Linked DNA regions of Anas platyrhynchos: region 1 is linked to region 2. The links are chromatin contacts, called in public Hi-C maps. All regions are on one chromosome and are shown on one strand. The core of a region is the stretch at or near the end of the contact, and the rest is flanking DNA. Distances in the headings are between cores, read along the strand shown.

Region 1 (2,700 bases), core at 123-2,622, 67 kb after region 2:
CAATCAATAGGAGTTAGATACCCAAATTAAGAGTTCAGTTCAAGCCTTCAAAGGTATTTGGGTGCTTAACTTCCTTTTACCTTCCAGATCACTTCTAAGGGTAAAATGACAGGCCAACTGAAAATATTTTTGTGCAGTATTCCACATGCCCAGCACCTGGATAATTTGTAGTACCCACTAATAATTAACATAATGGCCACTTCTGTTGCAGATTCATTCCTTGTTTGAATATGTGTAGAGTTGGTTGACTTGTTTATGAAATTGTTTTCTTGTGTGAAACAACAACTTTGGTTTCCACTTTATTTCAATACCAAGCACAAACAAACAAACAACAACAACAAAAAGCAGAATGCAAACTTTAAAAAGTGAACTAAAATAGCATTAATGTTTACAGAGGTTACAAACAATTTCAGTGAATTTGCAAAGCTCCTGAGGTTGGATTCCCAAAGGATGCAGATGAAAATGATTTCTTTGTAACACGCCGTATATGCTCAGTTCTAGAGTCTGACTTTCCCTGTCTGTGCTTGCACATCTGCATGTGCAGGATAAGGCTCCTGCCAGATAATTGAACTTATTATCAATGTAAAAAGTTAAAGACCTGCTATAAATGTAGTCAAAATATGTTGCCTAGTACAGATCGTCCATGCAATATTAATGTCTCTTAAAGTTTGCCAGGCCTCCACCTGGTGGGGGTCCCACTGGGAGCTGCGGGGTGCAATCAGGAGTACCTCTGCCTCTACTATTAAGCATTTTGAAAAATCTTACATGGTTTTCAGGAAAAAAAAAAAAAAGCCACAGTCAAGATTTACTGGAAGTGCTGTCTGATCGCGGTGCCTCAGGCACGCGCGGTGGCAGTGGCAGCTCGCCGCGTTAGCATGGCGCTACTGCTTGTTTACAGTTTGAGCCGCCCAATCCTTTCTGTCAAGCAGAAGGTGTTTGGTACAGTGCAGGCACGAACTGTTGCCACAGTCTGCCCATGATCGGCACCGAAACAAGCCGGTGTGTTATGGTCACACGCCCTGGGGCACCCAGCCAGGCCATGGATCCCGGAGCTGCGGGCGCCGCGTGGCATCGTTGGGCCTCCAGCCCAGCGCCTGCGTCTCTGAGGCTGTTGTTGCAGCCGCTCATGCTCATGTTGCCCATCGTGTTTTCTAGCGTAGAGGCACCTCAGCTGAGTAGTTAGCAGGTGGTCACACCCTACATTTTATGGATTTTCCTTTTGTTCATCGCAGTCCTCTCATTGCTTTGGCTCCAGTGCGCAGGCCCGCCATAGCTGGTGGCTCTGAGGCCGGGAAGCAGCAGGGCAGGGAAGGGCAGGGCAGGCACATCCCCTTTCCTCGGTTTTATTTCCAGCTTTGGGCACTTCGTAGCTCTAAAGAAAGAGCAACCCCTGCTGGCTCTCCTTCAGCTCTGCTCCCAGCTCCAGAAATAGCCACAGGATCCTCGCCTCAGCCATTAAAAAAAGGGTGGCTGCTAAGCACGAGGAAATGATTCTCAGCAGGCACAAATCTATTTCATGTGTTTTTATTCTTTCCATTTCTTTTAAACGGAAAACAATCTGAGCAGTTTCTGAGGATGAGGGATATAAATCTGTCTGCTGCTATTTATACCGTGCTCGTCACTGCAGTGGCTAAGTGCTTAAAATATATACTTGCTGCCTAACCTGAGGTGGTCTTCAAGCTGCTTTGGCTGTCGAGAGCAGAGGCATCTCAAACCAGCAGTGACCAGGAGGCTAGGAGATGCCCAGCTCTTGGTCTTCCTCCTCCTGTTGGGTGCAAAGCCTCTGCCAAGCTGTAGCAGTGCAATGGGGGTGGTGAGGGCCCCGTGCTGGACACGGCGTTGAATTGTGGCCCAGAGAAAGGACTTCAATGAGCACCTGCTTTAAACACCGCGTAGCACTATTGAAAGGGAAGATTTAGTGTCCTAAGCCTCACAGGCAGCATTGTGTGCGCCATTCTTCCTCTTTGGGTGGGTAGACAGCTGTGGGTAAACTGGGGGTGTCTTTGAACAAGGCCATAGAAATGAGCCTGTCTGTTCTGGATGGATATTTCAGTAAGCAAATACCTTCCCTTTGCCTTGTTTGAATAATAAGATACCCCTTTTCTGTCTGCTCCCTTTCAAACATGCTTCACGTTTACCATGCACACCTACGTATTACTCTTTATTCCCATGTTCTGTGTGGACATTCAAATAACATTAAAACCACTGATTCATTGAAATACTTTTTATTGTTGTTAGTCATTTTTGTATTGACTGAATTTTTCATTGGTAATATTGCTGGCAGTGGGCCATGTCTGCCTGGCTGGAGGCCAGTTTAAGCTCGGCAGGATGAGCCCTATTGTTCAGCAGACTTGGATTTTGTTAAACTCTCTAACAGAAATATGTGTCAGGAGATTTGCAGTTATAAATTGGATCATGTCGGTGAGGTTGGGAACTCGCTCAATACAAAATTGTACATTCCACCATGCCTGTTGCTAAATATGTTTATGCATCTTTCCTCCGTGGGTTTCCAAAGCAAAAAAAAAAACGAAGAAAAGAAAAAAAAAAAAAAAAAAAAGAAAAAAGCTGAACCTGTTGAGCTCTGTTTTTAACTTATACAGCTGGTACTTTCTTTGATGTTAAGTGGTTTAAAAATGCAGCAAGGCTTGGTTTTGTGCATTGCAATGTTAAAAGCAAGTCTATTTTCCCTTTCTTCTCTGT
Region 2 (2,700 bases), core at 159-2,658:
ATCTACCACTCTTTTCTTAAGGGAAATTAAATAGTGACTGCTCCTAGATTTCAGTCTCAGTACAACAATCATTTTGATCTCTACATTGTCAAACAAATAAATATCAAAAGCTAATTTTCGGTGCAGTTACTCTGTTTTATGCAGCGCTCTAGTGTGAAAGAACTAATTGTATGTTACATAGCTTTGCATATGTATGAAAAACAGTGCTTGACAGAAAATATACAAAAGGTTTGAACTGTGAATGTGTTCACAGCAGCGTCCATGCATGGGTATACGTATGTCTGCCTGTATGTTCCTTACCTGCTTCACCTTCTCATGACAAGAGCAGATGGACATGCTGCTGCTGTGAATTTGCTGCTGATCAGAGATGTCTGTGGTAGCTGTGGAGGAGTAACTTGTCTCAGAGCATGCTTGCAGGTAATTCTGGTAGGCCCTGCTGCAGCAACTCGTGAGTGTGCACTGATCAGCACATGCGCAATCTCAAATGTCCATTTATCCCCAGTTTGCAATGGCTGCTTCCTGGTGCTGGTCTAACTCTGTCTCTTTCTGTTTGAGGTCCCAGGGATTGCCCCATCGCCATCTAATCCACAACTTTTTGTTCTCCCCAGTTGCTTCTAATACATATGTAATTCTGTAGTGAGTGTTGTATCCCACAAGGCTGATGGTTATTGCTTTTAGTTAGCTAATATCTAGAGTCTATTTCTTTTGCTTCTCAGGGATTGGCCTCATTCCCAGGATTTTGCAAAATATTTGCAATGGGAGACTAAAACAGCAGGTTAGTCAATATCATGTCCAAGACAGTGTATTAGGCACAATGGTGAAGATGTGAATGATTTTTTTTTATTATTATTATTACTTTTTGTAAATCAGCTTCCACAAAAACATTGGCATTTAAGAATTTTAAAAATATGAGCAGGACAGATCTGCTCTGCTGTACAGCTTTGAAGAACATGAGGCATCATTGTGCTTTATCTCTAAGGCTGGCTGACCAAGCACAGAGCTGCTTCAGCGAGCTGTCCTTGAGCTGCTGTGTTGTCTGTACATGCTAATAAGGAGAATGAGGAGAATTAATAAGCAAGTGTGAAATGCAGCATAGTTTCTGAAAATCCTTTCAAACCCTTTTAACGCAAAATAGCACACAGTTGTTCTACCATTTAAAAAGAGATCTTTTTGTTGCTTAAAGTGTATTTTGGGAGCTAAAAGTTGCGGCTTCAGAAATTTGAGCACTGATCTTTGTTATTTCTAACCCTGGTGAAGTAGAAGATAAATAACTGACATCACAAAGGGCTAAGAAAAAGTGGGTGCTAGATTTAAAGAGTGTCTTGAGCTGGGTCACATTGTCCCGTTGTTACAGGGGTCACACTGCAAGGGGCTGGCACTTACATAGCCAAAAGGCCTTGACTAAGTAGTTTCCATGGACTGTGTATGAAAAGTGAGGAAACCTCAGCTGATTTCTCCTTAATTCATGAGGCTGATACTGTGCAACTACCTCGCCTTTAATTCAGGCATAGATTCAGGGTGGTAACAAAGGTGTCTTTGGTATGTTTGTTTCAAGGATTGCCTGGGGAGCGTGCCCGCTTTTCCCTTGCTGCAGGCTTGGAACCTGACTGTAAGAACATGCATGATAGCCATTAAAAATAAACTGGTGGCAGTTAGCAGAGAAAAAAGGGAAGGAAAGGTTGTCTCAGTTACCAAAGTTTATTCCTATGTAGTCCTGCATACGCTAAAAGCAGTGTACAAGCTTTGTAAGTCCTTGAAGAATTGCCAAAAACTAGTGTGGGTCATTTAAGTTTGTCCCTGCTCCAAGGAGAAGGGCAACCATGGTCTACAGTTGTTGAATCCTAAATTACTTTAAAAGGGAGGCAAAGAATGCAAATATTACAGCTAGGTAGGCTGGGTTTCATGAAGATATGAATGACTATAGCAATATTTATCTTTGAAATAAACTTTCTAAGGGCGCTGAAAAGTGAAAGCAGGATAAATTTATTGTTCCTCTTGTTTAAAAAAGGTGAGTTCAGAGTTGTGGAGGGACAGAGCTTAAAAGCTGACAATCTGAACTAGAGAAGGATTGGAGGGTTGTAGCAGCACCACGCGCTGCAGCACCTTGCATGCACCCGGGTGTCCAGGCTGGTTCCAGCAGGCAGCCCGGCAAGGCCGGTGTGCGGGCACGGTGGCTGGAGGTGCATTTGCATCTCGCCGTGCCCAGACTGAGGAGTCCCGTTTGTAAGTCGCCGAGACCACGGTGCTTCCCCCACCCACCCACCTGCCCAGAAGCCCTGGGAAGGGAAAGGGCAGACTGGGGACAGGAGCAGGTAATTTGATTGTGAATTGGGCAGCGTGATAAGGCTTGTCTTATCGCGACCCGGCGGTGAGGAGGTGATTTGACAGCAATTCAGGCGGCAACCCCTGTATTTCCTCGTTCTTTCATGATTTTGTTATCATGGGGAAGAGAGTCCTTTCTGATCTGCTTGATCTTTGTGATACGGTGGATACAAAAGTATTACAAAATGTGAGCATTAACATACACGTTTATTTTGTTTTGAACCTATCTTAGAAGTGCCAGAGGCATGCCTTTTTAGCAAGCAGGCAGTTGGCAAAAACCCTCTAGGTATCAGAGAGGCCATGTGCTATAATTTTTCTAGAATAATAGTGTCAAACAAATGACAATAGAAAGCCTGTGAAATTGGCAGCCAGCTGGGC

What was found. Hi-C and Micro-C count contacts between places; a contact is called where the count stands out from the background.
Region 1: a Hi-C map of skeletal muscle shows a contact between it and region 2, with 2.8 times the contacts expected there. The contact joins two enhancer-like sites. A contact is called at or near these places in 2 of 8 Hi-C or Micro-C datasets (liver and skeletal muscle).

What each region holds. Positions count from the first base shown.
Region 1 is chr3:56,719,554-56,722,253 of IASCAAS_PekinDuck_T2T, forward strand. All of the region lies in intron 5 of ARID1B (AT-rich interaction domain 1B), which reads left to right. Among named protein-coding and RNA genes, the nearest start is that of TMEM242, 160 kb to the right of the region's middle. Within about 2 kb of position 1,373, at least 2 of the 8 cell types and tissues checked have an H3K27ac peak or open chromatin away from gene starts, as enhancers often do.
Region 2 is chr3:56,652,548-56,655,247 of IASCAAS_PekinDuck_T2T, forward strand. All of the region lies in intron 4 of ARID1B (AT-rich interaction domain 1B), which reads left to right. Among named protein-coding and RNA genes, the nearest start is that of ARID1B, 170 kb to the left of the region's middle. Within about 2 kb of position 1,409, at least 3 of the 8 cell types and tissues checked have an H3K27ac peak or open chromatin away from gene starts, as enhancers often do.